Linked DNA regions of Mus musculus: all the other regions are linked to region 1. Evidence: chromatin contacts called from public HiChIP or PLAC-seq and promoter capture Hi-C data. All regions are on one chromosome and are shown on one strand. The core of a region is the stretch at or near the end of the contact, and the rest is flanking DNA. Distances in the headings are between cores, read along the strand shown.

What was found. Promoter capture Hi-C pulls out the DNA fragments that hold promoters and counts their contacts. HiChIP or PLAC-seq counts read pairs in DNA pulled down with a chosen protein or histone mark.
Region 2: an H3K4me3 HiChIP or PLAC-seq map of neural tube shows a contact between it and region 1, with 12 times the contacts expected there. The contact joins the enhancer-like site here to the promoter of 4732414G09Rik in region 1. A contact is called at or near these places in 4 of 39 promoter capture datasets (the 3T3-L1 cell line, cranial neural crest, hippocampal neurons and 1 more) and 5 of 115 datasets of contacts at active chromatin or transcription factors (embryonic forebrain, embryonic limb bud, embryonic stem cells and 2 more).
Region 3: a promoter capture Hi-C map of cranial neural crest shows a contact between it and region 1. The contact joins the enhancer-like site here to the promoter of 4732414G09Rik in region 1. A contact is called at or near these places in 6 of 39 promoter capture datasets (the HPC-7 cell line, cranial neural crest, embryonic stem cells and 3 more), 6 of 15 datasets of contacts at CTCF or cohesin (the NIH/3T3 cell line, embryonic stem cells, large pre-B cells and 2 more), 61 of 484 Hi-C or Micro-C datasets (B cells, the Ba/F3 cell line, the C2C12 cell line and 33 more), 23 of 115 datasets of contacts at active chromatin or transcription factors (PVALB interneurons, the SCID.adh cell line, SST interneurons and 13 more) and 2 of 9 other capture datasets (adipose tissue and embryonic stem cells).
Region 4: a contact with region 1 is called in an H3K4me3 HiChIP or PLAC-seq map of embryonic forebrain, with 8 times the contacts expected there. The contact joins the promoter of Rap1gap2 here to the promoter of 4732414G09Rik in region 1. A contact is called at or near these places in 3 of 39 promoter capture datasets (cranial neural crest, frontonasal cranial neural crest and maxillary cranial neural crest) and 5 of 115 datasets of contacts at active chromatin or transcription factors (embryonic forebrain, forebrain, neural tube and 1 more).
Region 5: a contact with region 1 is called in an H3K4me3 HiChIP or PLAC-seq map of craniofacial prominence, with 20 times the contacts expected there. The contact joins the enhancer-like site here to the promoter of 4732414G09Rik in region 1. A contact is called at or near these places in 7 of 39 promoter capture datasets (the 3T3-L1 cell line, the HPC-7 cell line, cranial neural crest and 4 more), 5 of 484 Hi-C or Micro-C datasets (the N1E-115 cell line, Th1 cells, cerebral cortex and 2 more), 15 of 115 datasets of contacts at active chromatin or transcription factors (SST interneurons, craniofacial prominence, embryonic fibroblasts and 10 more) and 1 of 9 other capture datasets (embryonic stem cells).

The regions. Positions count from the first base shown.
Region 1 is chr11:73,017,544-73,020,243 of GRCm38.p6, forward strand. It overlaps 4732414G09Rik (RIKEN cDNA 4732414G09 gene), which reads right to left and starts at 1,298. Exons shown (of 3, transcript NR_152202.1): 1 at 1,114-1,298. It overlaps Camkk1 (calcium/calmodulin-dependent protein kinase kinase 1, alpha), which reads left to right and starts at 1,445. Exons shown (of 16, transcript NM_018883.3): 1 at 1,445-1,584.
Region 2 is chr11:74,498,026-74,500,725 of GRCm38.p6, forward strand. All of the region lies in intron 2 of Rap1gap2 (RAP1 GTPase activating protein 2), which reads right to left. Among named protein-coding and RNA genes, the nearest start is that of Rap1gap2, 91 kb to the right of the region's middle. Within about 2 kb of position 1,361, at least 25 of the 459 cell types and tissues checked have an H3K27ac peak or open chromatin away from gene starts, as enhancers often do. A contact at or near this core is called in neural tube, where this site is marked.
Region 3 is chr11:74,383,674-74,386,373 of GRCm38.p6, forward strand. Rap1gap2 (RAP1 GTPase activating protein 2) reads right to left here. Exons shown (of 25, transcript NM_001015046.3): 25 at 1-2,700. Among named protein-coding and RNA genes, the nearest start is that of Olfr412, 20 kb to the left of the region's middle. Within about 2 kb of position 1,393, at least 16 of the 459 cell types and tissues checked have an H3K27ac peak or open chromatin away from gene starts, as enhancers often do.
Region 4 is chr11:74,588,748-74,591,447 of GRCm38.p6, forward strand. Rap1gap2 (RAP1 GTPase activating protein 2) reads right to left here and starts at 1,439. Exons shown (of 25, transcript NM_001015046.3): 1 at 1,213-1,439.
Region 5 is chr11:74,553,433-74,556,132 of GRCm38.p6, forward strand. All of the region lies in intron 2 of Rap1gap2 (RAP1 GTPase activating protein 2), which reads right to left. Among named protein-coding and RNA genes, the nearest start is that of Rap1gap2, 35 kb to the right of the region's middle. Within about 2 kb of position 1,414, at least 92 of the 459 cell types and tissues checked have an H3K27ac peak or open chromatin away from gene starts, as enhancers often do. A contact at or near this core is called in the HPC-7 cell line, the N1E-115 cell line, SST interneurons and 5 more, where this site is marked.

The DNA.
Region 1 (2,700 bases), core at 48-2,547:
AGAATGCAAGAAGCCCTGGATTCAATCTTCAAAACTGGGGGTGGGGGGAGGAGTCTCTGTAGCCCAGCTCTTTCCTGAACTCCAGCCCTATAGATCCAATCCTCCAGTTACTGGACCCAATTATTCATTTCAACAAATACATGCTGGGCATGCATCAGGAGGTCAGGCTGTGCTGGGCGAATTCATCTCGACCCTTGCTCTCAAGAGTTCTTAGTCCAGACAGGACTCAGGTGAAGAGGTGCTGAGATCTGGAAAGCACTGAGAAAGGGCTGCTGGGCATTCCAGGTATCCAGAAGGTCATGGGGAAGGCTTCCTAGCAGCAGAGGCATTGAACTAAGTGCCAAAAGACAAGTGGGGTTTAGGCAGGCAAGTGGTGAGGGGTGAGCTATGGAGGGCTTGAGGGGACTTAGTGGCAAGCAGTGGAAGATCCTAAGAGGCAGCTCTCTGGTGTTCCTAGTGCCTGTTCTGGTTGTCCCAGAAAGGTTAATGGGAAGTGATACTGGATTGGGGTGAGGGGTGGGGCTGCTGCACTAATCAAGTGGAGGTATACTGCATGACCGTGGTGGTCGAGTTCAGGGAGGGGCAGATGGTGGGGAGAGAGAGAGAGAGAGAGAGAGAGAGAGAGAGAGAGAGAGAGAGAGAGAGAGACTTTAGGGATCTTAAGAGGCAACATGGCAGATCCTTGTGCTACACCCGGTTGGGTCAGAAAACCTGCTACACAGGTAACTCCTGGTTTCTAACTCCTGGTTTCTAACTCCTGTTTAAGACAGAGACACAGGTGAGACCAGGTTGGAGATAGCAACATGGGTCTGAGTTTGAGGCAAGCAGTGATGTGGGGCATCTCCAATAGACTAATAATAGCAGGATTGAACCAGGAGTCTGTGAGGGCAGTCCCCAGGCATAACCACAGTCAAGGCCACTTGGTCCTGGAGGGCTCTTTTTCATTCCCTCAGCCCAGCCAGTCACCTCCTGCTCCTCTCCAAACCTGAGTGCCGCCCCACCCCAGCACTCTGACGAATCTCCCTCCTCCTTCCCTCCCCCAACCCCCCCGGAGAACACTCAACTCCAGGCCCTTCTCCCAGGGCCTCTACCTAGCCTCTCCTTGGTACGCACCGGGCCTCATCCCGAAGGAGGGATGCTCTTGCCTCTAGAGACTAGGACACCGGATTGAGGACTCGAAAAAAGCATCGTACGCTTCAGGCCAGGCTGAGGGGCCCACGACGTGGCCTGAGGGACATCGGGTTCCCCGAGCCTGCTTGTCTGCGGGCGCCGGGGGCGTGACGCGTCGGGGCCCATCCGCAGGGCCCCTCCCGAGCCACCTCCTCCCGATCCCGTCGAGACCCGCCCCCTCTACCCCTGGGCGGGAGGACCGGACTCTGATTGGACATCTCTGCGGGGCGCTGCGCGGCACAGCCAATGATCGTGGGCCGGCGCGGCGGCGGGCGGGGGGAGCGAGCGCAGCCTGGAGCTGCGGCGCCAGCGGGTTGAGCCGGGCGATCCTAGCCCGGCAAGGCGGGCAGGGCGGGGCGCGCACAGCGGGAGCGAGCCTGGTGCCCACCGCAGAGACTGTCGCCAGGTGCCTAGGTAGGGGTCAGCAGCCGGGACTTGGAGTTGGAAACTGGGGTGCGGACGGCTGAGCCGCCCTGTGCAGCCAACGGGCTGTAGAAGGGTGGTCTACAAGGCCGGGTCTACGTGGGCAGCCGGAATCTGGTGTGCAGAGATTCCCGCTGTGTCTGCAGGGCCAGGTCCTCGGGATGGTTCCCTGAGCCCGCATCTGTCTAAGCCAGCTATGCGGGTGCCCGACCACCTGCGTTTCTTCCGCAGCTGCTGTCTGTGGGACTGCATAGAAGCCCCGCGCGCGCGGTGCCTTGGGCCCGGCTCTGGGTGGAGGCCGTGTCTATTCGGAGTGGGCCTGGACGGGTGCACCCACGTGTGGATCTCAGCAGAGCGCTTCTCCCACAGCCCTCCCGTGAGTCTTCCGTGGAGAGCTGGGGGCGGGGTGATGAATGGGACGGATGCAGCGAGCGACTTCAGCTGCTGCGCAGTCGTCCCCTGACTGAGTGAGGGTGGCGGAGGCGGCGCTGTGGTTTCTGGGTCTGGTGGGTACAGGATTGGTGCTCCGAGGGTGCACACGTGCGCGGGGAGCTGTGTGTGGTGTTTGGAGGCGGGTGTGCGTGCGTCACGTGGACACAAGAGTGTGCCTGTGTACCTGAGGGGTGCGTTTCAGGATGGAGTGGTGTGTGAGCACCGGTCACGAGGACAAGGATTACATCTGTCAGGGAAGGGGTGTGTGTCTGTCTTGAGGGTGTTACAGAGTGAGCAGAGCTAGCTGTCACATGCCTTGGGTCCCAGGACTGTGTCCCAGTGAGCTCCTCTCTTTGTCTTGGCCAGGTTCAGGGTGTGAGAGAAGCGCACAGCTGTGTCCTTGAAAATCCCAGGGAAAAGGAAGAGGCTGGGTCTTCTGCGCATCTCTACCTCTTCCATCCAACATACGCTGTGGGTCAGACTGTTCTAGACCCTACTACCTGCTCCTTGGTCCCCCACGCCCAGTCCTCAGACCAGGACTGGGGCTTATTTTAAACCTTATCCAAGTGAATTGCTTCCCTGCTTAAAGACTCCTTTGGTGTTAGAGGCCTCTGGTTTCTGTTCACAAACCCTAAACCAAGCCTGTTGGGAAGCACTCTATTGCTATCACGTTGG
Region 2 (2,700 bases), core at 111-2,610, 1.5 Mb after region 1:
TCTGCCTCTGCCTCCATGAGCTGGGATAAATTACAGACATGTGCACCACATCCATTTTCTTGTTTTACAAGAATATTTATTTTTAATTACATTATTATTATGCATATGAGTGTTTTGCCTGCATGGATGTATGAGCACAAGGTGGCTTCCTGGTGCCTGTGGAAGTCAAAAGATACAGATGGTTGTGACCTGCCATGTGGGTGCTGAGAATCAAACGTGGATCCTCTATAAGAGCAGCAGTGCTCTTAACCACTTGAGCCAACTCGACAGCCTGAGAATGTTATCCCCCCCCCTTACTGGTTAACCAACTACCAAAAGTCTCTTCAAGCCTGTAACCCCTGCACTTCACTTAGGAGACAATATCTGGACACAGTTCAAGTATAAGAACATGCAATTAATATCTGGAATATTATGAGTTTGAGTTTAACCTGGGATATGTGTATGTAATTCATACATACGTGCATATTTGTCTCAAAACCACAAGAGCAGAGAATGTAAGTGTGTAGCAGAGCAGCGGTTCTCAACCTGTGGATCACAACCCCTTTGAGAGTTAACTGACCCTTGCACCAGAGTTGCAAATCAGATATCCTGCATATCAGATATTTATATTACACTTCATTACAGTAGCAAGATTACAGTTAGGAAGTAAGAATAAAAAGTAGTTTTATGGTTGGGGTTCACTACAACATGTGGAACAGCATTAAAGGGTCACAGCACTAGGAAGGTTGAAAACCACTGTAGTAACCTCTTAGGGTAAGGCCTTGATTGCTATAATTCTATTTCTGATATTTATGTTTTCTTTTAATTGTTTGTTTACATGTATTTACTGTAGAGGAGGGGGTACATGTGGGAGTAAAAGGGCATTGTGTGAGAGTCAGCTCTCATTTCATCCTGTGGGTCCCCAACCATCCTGTGGGTCCCCAATCATCCTGTGGGTCCCCAACCATCCTGTGGGTACCTGGACACAGACTCGGGTCCTCAGATTTGACAGCGAACATCTTTACCTACTGAGCCCTCCCTCTTGCCAGCCCCTTGATCTTCACATTTCTGTTGTAAATATTAATACAGAACCCTAAGGGAAATGTTTTCAGAGAATCCAGGGGCATCTAATGAAGTGGCCTAGGTGGGGGTAGAAGCCCTGCCACATCTGCTTTCTGTCTTTCTGAAGTGACATGTCAAACTACAGTGTCAGGCCCCAGAGAGCAGACCCAGCACCTGCCACAGGGAATCAGGGCTGAGAAAAGACTGGCATCTTGGGCCTTTCTGCTGAATCATTTCTAGCTGCCCCGGTCACTTAAGTGACAAGATGATACATCAACTTCAGTATCGCTGAAGGGTCTGCCCTGGAGGCAGAGCTCTTCTCCCTCGGGGGTACTAAAGCCAGTCTCAGCAGCAGCTGGAGCCACTGAGAATGAAGGATCCCTGCCCAGGGTCGCCATCTCCCCCTCCCAGATTCACTCTGTGCCCCAGTTTGCAAGACCAAATGATGGCAGGAAGAGGCCACTCCTAAGCCAGCCAAAAAGTTATCCAAGCAAGCAGACACAGCTTAATCCCCCTCATCACGGAACTGGTACAAGCACAGGAGAGAACCACTGAGCCTCTCCCCACTAGAGGAGCCAATCACAGCTACAGGACTCTGAGAGGGTCATGGCCGAGGCCCTGCTGGCCTCTGGCATGCTCCCAGACACTGGTTCAGCCCCACAAGTCACCTGGTCCCTCTCAACATCTGGAGACTATTTGTGGAAAGAAGAGCTCCTGATCTGTGCCCGCCCGAGGGGAAGCTTGAAGAAGCCTTCCAGGCAGATCCTGCCAGCGATGGGCCTATTTACATAGCAGGCTATGGGCACTCAGAGCAGGAACTGCCTGCCGCACATCTCTGTCTTGCTTCCAGGGTGCATGCCTATGCTACAGGCCCTCAAAACACTATCTGCTTGTTTGCATAGATCCTACACACAGCCTCTCCTCCACTTTGTTTTTTTATGTGTGTGGGTGTTTTGCCTTTATGTGTGTCTAAGAACCACGTGTATGCATGATGCTAGGGGCAGGGGGGCGGGGGACAGTGCACAAGAGGGCATTCAATCCCCTGAAATTAGTGTTATAGACAGTTATGATCTTTCAAATGAGTACCAGGAATCAACCCCATCTCCTCTAGAGGAACAACCAATCTTCTTTACCACTGAGCCATCTTCCTAGCCCCTTCCCATACACTTTAAGATGTCTCTACCTATAATGCCTAACCCAGGAAAAATGTATGGAGTTGTTATGTTGTTTAAGGAATAGTGGGAAGAAAGGTCTACACATATTCAGTGAAAGTGTGTGTGTGTGTGTGTGTGTGGTAAGTGTGGTATGGGTGGTATGGGTGTATGTGTGGGGATATGTATGGGGGTACTTATTGTGGGAGTGTGTGTGTGTGTGTGTGTGTGTGTGTATGTCAAATATTTTGAATCTATGGTTGATTGAACTCAGGAATGTGGTCCCTGGGACTATGGAGGGCCAAGCCATAACAATCTTCAGTGGCTGTGTTTATGTGTTTACTACGGTCACCTTCCATGTCAAACACAGTTCTGTGAGGCTGCTCAGGATGAAGCATGAAGTTTCCTCTCATCTAGGAAGGAGTCGGCTCTGGCTCGGGAGAAGCTGAATGCTAGCTAAAGAAACTGAACCACCTGTGCATGCTGGATGAAAGGAAGGGGAGGAGGA
Region 3 (2,700 bases), core at 143-2,642, 1.4 Mb after region 1:
AGGAAGCAAAGAAAAGTCATCGTCACAGGGGTCACTTTCAAACTACACCTCTTAGGTTCTACCACATGGGCATCTCTTCACATGGCAACCCCGGCACCCTGGGAGCTGGAGATCAGGCGGGGACATCACAAGTTGGCATAGACGCTAAGGAGTGGGAAGGGGAATTTCACCCTTTCAAGTGGAAATGTCACAGAACCAAAGACAATGGCAACTGATTCCAGTCTTGCAGCCAAGCGCACTATCCGCTGGGGGTGTTAAGGCCCAGGTCAAAGCCACTGCCCCAGCTACTACTCACTGCAGACGGCCCTTGGCTCTGGGCATCCAAAGAAGCACATAGCCTGGCTGCAAAGAGACACGGGATTGGTGTGGGCAAGCGGCTGGTGGCAAAACAGACACCAGAGTTTCGTAGGATGCCTCAGAAGCCCTCCACCGAGTGGGCGGCAGGATCAGCCTTGTTCATTGTGCCAACCTGTCTTTGTCTTTGATTGAGGGGTAACTAGAAGCTGGGGAGGGAACATGGGGTTCCAGAGTATGGCTAACTAACCTGGTTGCTGCTGGCCCAGAAGCCATATGTTCTATCGGAACCCCAGGACCCAACACACGTACACACAACACAGCTGTCTTTGCAGACCAAGAAACAAAGGACAAAAGGTGATGTTTGAGTTGGCACCATAAAGGGTCAAAGAAAAGAAAATGACACTGGCTGTGCCCTGCCTGGTCACCTGAGCTGGGCTTTTATTACCCATCTCCATTTTAAAACCTGGAGAGGCCTGGGCCTAGACTCAGCGGCAGAGCCCTCACTCAGCATGAGCAAGGCCTTGGGGACGTTCCCAGCACCACCAAAAAATGAGGAAGGGAGGGATGGAGAGAGGGAGGAAGAAAAGATATATCAGAGAATTAGTTCATTTTATCATCTTCTGTCCTGATTTCGAACAAAGAAGTCAAGGGTAGCTAATGCATTTTGTCCAGATGACTTTGTCCCAGTCACTGAAAACCCAAAGAAGCACTTGACTGCAATCCCTCCTCCTCCATTTCCCAAGCCCCCGGGTCCTCACTGATCGAAGCTTGTCATGCTGGAAAAGAGCAGAGGCAGAGGCCCTATCAATACCTCGGACCTCAGCACCTGCCCGCCAGTGCAGAGACCCCAGCTACCAGGCTTCCTCAAAACCCAGGCTCCAGGAAATGCAACTGCTTGCTGTGCCAACAGTAAGTACAGTTGGTATGCAGGAACGGGCTCAAGGCGGCTGTGTGGCCTCAGGCAAGTTCTTTCTGTTCATCTGGAGGATGACATGGTCTGTTGAGATGCAAACAGGGCCTAGGAGGCTTGAGTATCAAAAAGGGCCCACAAAACTGAAGTCCAGATGGTTTTCCAAGAAACACCATTTGACATTCATTATCACAGAGAGAGAAACTCTGGCTAAGGCCTTCTATCTGGAGCCCTCCCACATCTGCTTTAGTGTATCAACAGAGCTGGGGGCATCTGGATGCCTATTAACACCTGCAAAATATAGTTTCCAGAGTTGTGACCAGGAGAACCCCTTGTGGAAGTAACAGTGGAAATGTCCCCCCACATCCAAGCAGAAGTATCGGCTACAGAGGCTCAGTCACATGAAGGGGCCTCAGCAAGGCTCGGAGCCCTAAGACTTGGTACAGCCATGAAAGGAAAGACTGGATCAGAGTGTGGAGGAACAGCCTCCAGCCCAGAGGGCTGAGAGGAGACTGGGCCCTGCCATTATTCTACTCCCGTTAAGCAGAGAACTTGAGCTGGGCTGGCGGTACCTACTCTGGAAGCCACAGGATGACCTATTAGATAGAGAGAGGCATGAGCAGAGGGCAGGGGCATCTCATATCCTGCCCAGAGTACCTCAGCAGCAAACCAAGGGTGAGGACCACAGCCAGGGCCTCTCAGTTCCTCAGCACACAGTCATCCAGCCCAGAGGTAATGCCTGCAGGCAGAGTAGCCAAAGCAGTGGGGACGAGGCTTATAAGGTTTCCAGACAGCGTGGGACAACCTGAAAGCCCCTGAAGAGCCCCAGACCACAATACAACATAGCACAATCACCAAGTGGGGAAAACTGCCCAACACAGAGAAGGGAGCCAGAGTCCTGTAATAGTTTCAAAGAAAACACGGTTTGACCTTTCAAGTTCAAGCAGAAACCTGCCAGCAGAACACTGCCAGAATCCACCCGCCTTCTTCCAGCCCCGGCTGCCGCTACGCTGGCTTTTAATAAAAGATAAACAGATATTCTGTTGACCTTCTAACTAGAACAAATCTTACCAGACTAGTATTTCACGTAAGCAGGTTTCCTAAGTGGAGTGAGGGATGAGCTCCCCCTCCCCTGGCTGCACGCAAGTGCGTGGGGGATGAAGGACCAAAACTGTGCTCAGATGACAAAGGCAGCAGAAACAGTTACTATACCAGCCCCAAAGGCTGTTCCACCCTTCTGTACTTTGGCTTGGGAATAGGAGCCTCTGCAGGCAAAGCACTTGGTTGGAAATTCTTGTCATCTGCTCGATGACACAGGAGCCCAGAACCAAGCAGCCCTGTGCCACAGACCCATGTGTACTTAATGAGGTGGGATCTTCAAGTGCCTGCTGTGTAGAGCCAGCGTTTAGCCTGTTGGATGCTCTATTCTACACCCAGCAGCAGAACCTTCCTGCAAACCTGGAAGACTGAGGAGCCAAAGACAGCTTCTCAGT
Region 4 (2,700 bases), core at 189-2,688, 1.6 Mb after region 1:
GGAGGGGCCTGAGTCAGCTTCCAGACACCTGAGCAGACACATCCAGCAGTTACCCACCCTTAGTGCTGGGCAGCCCAGAACCCTTGCTTAGAGGTAGGTGATGCACAACCTCTCCCAAGTCCTGAGGGAAATCACTGCCCAAGACCTCACAGGCCCTGAGTCACTCCCAGCCTCCAGGTAGCTGTGCAAGCTTTTCTGTTTATTCTTCGCCCACAGCAGGAGGAGCAGAGGGGATGAGAGCTTTCTTCACCAAGGGAAACTGAGACCTATGAGGCTCAAAGGATAGCATGCCCTGATACAGGTCCAGGACAATTCTAGTAATACCTTTAGAGGCGACCCTGATGGGAGCCATTCAGAGGCTGATCCATGAATTTCGAGCACAAACCCTGGTAACATGTAAATGCCCTTCAGATTCAGTAAGGGTGAAAGAAAGCTACAGCGGAAAGCAGTGTGCCCCTTACCAGCTCCCAAGTCAGACATAACAAGTATAGGCAAAACCAAAGTGCAATCTATAGAGTCCCTCTGTCCTGTAAACAGGACCCCCACCCTTGACTGTCACTGCCACACCCACCCAAGGCCTCTAGAAATGAGCATCAGGCTGCAAAGCTGGCCTTGCCCCGCAGGTCCATGAAAGTCTCTGGACCGATTACTCCAATTCTACTGCCTCTCCCTGGAACAGGCACAAGCTGGCTTGGGGACAGACAGGCTGGGGCTTCTGATCTTGCCAATAAAAACAAGTCCTCCCTCCCCAACCTAGCAGCCTAGCTTCAGCATCCTCTTGGGGTTCCTGGCTTCTTTCCTTTACTGCCACCTGTAAACACCCACGTCTGACCTCCATCTCGGTCAGCGTCTTTCACCAGACTCCAACAGGGAGCTGACCAACATCACATGCACACACACGCGCGCGCGAGCCCGCGCACACACACACACACACACACACACACACACACACACACGCCCCTCTTCATGGTGTGTATGCTGTGTCGCATCCGCGCACCCGGCAGGGATTTCTGTGGACTGTCACCCTACCTCCCAGTGAGCCCAACTGCTTGGTGCGATGGGCGCGCGGAGCTCACCGGGGCCATCAGTGCTTTGCCAACACACACATCCACTCTCACAGCATCCTCTCCAATTCCACGCTCAGTCACACCCAGGACTCGCGTCCAGATGCACGCCGGCTGTGAAATTACAACCTAGCCCAGAGCCACTGACCTTCCCACACTCCCGACGTGGACAGAATGTCAATAGTCAGTCCTGCCGGCTCACCCAACGCGCGCGCTGGTCGGCGCGGCGCCCACAGCTCTCCATCAGGACCGAGCCCCCTCCTCCTCAACGCGGGGTTCCCTCGCAGCCCGCCCAGCCGCGTGCACCGTCACCGCGGCGCGCACACGCGCACACCGGCCGGCACAAAGCTGCGCCCTGCCACCCGCCGGCGGCCGCTCGCACACCTGGCGGGCGCGCCCCCGGCCTACGGAGCGCGCACACGCAGTCTCTGCCCTAGTCCGCTAGATCCCGCACTCCCGTCCCTCGGGGCTTTTCGGAGCTGGGTCCCAGCGGCGCCCACCGCGCAGCAGCGGGAGACCGGGCTGGGTTTGGGATACGGCGGTACTAATCGTCGAACGCCCTGAGGGATGCTCGTGTCCGCGCTGTCAGGGTATTGCCCCGGGGCGGCTCCTCCTGAACAAAGGCGCAGGGTGGGGCAGGTCCTGGGGATCCCAGAGAATGAAGGGAGAAGCCCACCTGCCCGCAAAGGTTCCTGAATCATAGGGCGCACGACACTGGGGGACTGAGAAGCTGAAAGATTCCTGGATTCCTGGTGGGACTCTCCTGAAAGTGTGCTATTGGAACTTGGAAGTAGGAGATCAGGGACTGCCGAAAACCCTGACGCTGACCCCTGACTGGGACGCGACAACCTACAGCTTTGATTCATTCCCTCCGAAGACTCCATCCCATCTTCCACCAAACCAAAGATGCTCCTGAACTTGAAGATGTTGAGGGACCGATGTTCCAGACATTCTCCGTAACCCCCACAGCAGGCAGCCTCTGATGCGCCTCCATTAATGGGAAGCTCATTCCCTGGAGGCAGCACTCCGGCAGCTTAAGCCCGAAAACATCTTTTATTTGCACGGAAATCTTCCTCAGTCCTAACCGTTGGACATAGCTCATTCTGTTCTGGCCACGATGTTCTGCGTCTAGAACATACCTCACACTTACTGTTTTCTTTGCAGAGATATAGTCTTACATCGGTGTCCTGCGCTCCCCTCCCCTAGCTAACGCTCTCATCACCACGGTCTCTGTATGGCTGCCCCTTTGTGTGGTCCAAGACCTCTTTCCATGCAAGTCACTTATCTGCGTGCCCTATTTTAGACTTCTGAGCAATCTTATCGGCTTGACAAACTATCTCCATGTTTGCATACTGATGGTTGGCCTTTCACACTCCAGTGTGTGTCCTATGTCAGGCAGAACCCTTGCCTGGACCACTCTAACCCCAGAACCTGGCCCAGAGCACAGTCACAATGCTCAGTGTTAGAAGGAAGTAAGGAAGGCAGGGACGGTGGACAGACCACAGTCTGGATCCTGAAATGCTAAGTACCGGGCATTGGAGGTTCTGGCTTGGGATCCAGTAGGGGAAAGGAGCTGTCAAGTGCCCACGGAACCAACAGACAGACAGCTTTACAATAGAGAGAACATCTCCTTCCC
Region 5 (2,700 bases), core at 164-2,663, 1.5 Mb after region 1:
TTCAATCCAAGGTAGGTTGAATCTGGATATGAAACCCAGAAAGGTCAATTACATACACAAAACCCACAGATTACTTCTAATCGTATGAAACTGAAGAGATGGCCCAGTCTATAAAGTGCTTGCCAAACAAGCATGAGGACTTGGGTTCAATCCCCATCCATGTGATATGTGTGTGTGTGTGTGTGTGTGTGTGACTGGAGTGCACACCTGTAATCCCAGTCCTGAGGAGCCACAGACAGAGGTCCCTGTGGTTCGCTGACTAAACAATCTAGCAGAAGTGGCAAGCCAATAAGAGAGTGTCTCAAAACTAAGGGGAACAAAAGGAATAAATGAGCTGGAGAGTAGTCGAGTGGAGAGCAGCTGAGAAAGACACCAAACATCAACCCCTGGTCTCCATACACATGGGAACATATACATTCTTACTACCCCTGGCCTCCACACACACAGGAACATATTCATCTATACTACCCTGGCCTCCATACACAGGGGAACACATACATCTATACCACCCTGGCCCCATACACACAGAGACACAGACGTCTATACTACCCTGGTCCCCATACACACAGGAACATACCATACATACACACACAAAATAAATTCTGACATATGCTGCAACACCAATGGATCTGGAAGCCTCTATAGTAAGTGGCCATGGGAAAGAAGATGATAGGGAATGAAGAGCTATTATGGAGTGGGTGCAGAGATCCATTTACGATAATAAAGTGCACACTGATGCACAGCAAGGCTCGAGCGCCTAATACCACTGAGCGATGCACCTAAGGGGCTAACAAGGTATGTTTTGGAAATGTAGCTCCTAGCATGGACACCCACTCTGCATAAACCATGCATGGTGGCGTAAGCCTGTAATCCCAGCATTTGGGACGTGGAGGCAAGAAGAGGGTTAGAAGTTCAAGGTTTTTCTTAGCTACATAATGAGTTTAAGGTCAGACTGGGCTAGGTGAGACTCTGTCAGAAGGGAGAAGAGAGAGAGGGAGTCAGAGAGGGAGGGAAGAAGGAAGGAAGGGAGGGAAGGAGAAAGGGAGGGAGGAAACTTTTTCTATTATATATATTATATTAAAATGAAAAGAGTTGGTGAATGTTAGATTAAAATGATAGCTGTCAGCTGAGGGTGTCGCTCAGCCCTGGAGCACCTGCCTGGCATGCACGAGGCCAGGTTTAAGTTCCAGATCCACATCAGAACTGTTAGCAATGGTCCATCCGTTTTGGGCCTCAAGTATCCAGATGCCTAGCACAGCACTACCTAAGGCAGGGAGGGAGGGAGGAGAGAAGGAAGGGGAAGTCCTGAGTTTAGAGGAGACAAGGAAGCCAGCTCAGAAGGCAGGAAGGCCCTGGAAGCCTGCAGCGCAGGCTTTCCATCTTCCCTCCCCCTCATTCTCCTGTTTGCCACACAGTGGTTGCTATGGAAACAAGGGGCACCTTGGGCTCCTAGAGCTCAGCCCAGGTGCTGCTACTCTGGGAATAATACCAGCATGTAAGAGAAAGGCCCAGTCCTCAGGGCTTTGTGTACACACACACACACACACACACACACACACACACACACAGACACACACACACTCGTCTACCCCCAGCGCCTCCTGTCTGTCTAGTGACCTCTGTCGTCATCGGGTAGACGTGAGTGGATGCGCACATCAATCCAGCTTGCTCTGGTGGGTCCGTGGGGGTGTTTACAGTCCTGTGGGCATGTCGTGCGGTTCTGTATGCGATCACACAGCCCAGGACTATTGTACACCACCAGAAGCACTATGATTAGACACCGTGCTCCACGCTTCTCCTGAGCTATCACGCTCAAAGCTCACAGCAGCACCGTGTGTAGCACTATTAATATTCACTGGTAAGGAAACTGGAGCACAGGAAGGTTGTGTGGTTTCCCTAAGTACACCCAGAGCATGTGAACCTGACCACTGGATCTGCACTGTGGGAACAGAGCTTAAAATATATATATGTATTTGCTTATTTTAGCCAAGGTGTACCCTTTAATCCCAGCACTTGGAAGGCAGAGGCATGCAGAGCACTATGAGTTCGAGGCCAGCCTGGTTTACAGGGTGAGTTCCAGGACAGCCAGGGCTACAGAGAGAAACCCTCAAAAGAGAAAAAAAAACAAACAAAAAAAATGTATTTTTACTTTATGTATATTAGTGTTTGCCTGCATGTATGTCTGTGTACCACATGCATACCTGAAACCTGGAGAGGCCAGGAAAGGACACTAGATCTCCTGGAACTGGAGTTACAGAGGGTTGTAAACTGCCATGTAGATGCTGGGAATTGAACCCTGGTCCTTTGCCAGAGTATCCGGTGCTCTTAACCCCTGAGTCATCTTCCCCAGACCCAAAGGTGAAAGCCCTTTAAACAAACTAGATCCCAAGCAGCTGTGGCCTACCTCACCTCAAGGACCACGTCCTGCCGTGGTAACAAACACCAAGGCTTCTTGAGCCCCACCCAAGGGTGATAAAGAGGAGTCCCTCAGATGGGGCCCAAGGAGCTGCCTTTTAACCCAGCCCCTGGACTGATCTGCCTGGCCAGCAGAGTAACCAGCCACTGATTCAACCTACACTGGTCATAGCAGAATGGAGGTGGGGCTGTACCTCCTGAATCCAGCTCCTGAGCTCAGTAACTAACAGGCCTGTGAAACTCCTCCTGCAGCCGCAGCTCCTGTCTACCACAGGCATCTAAAGG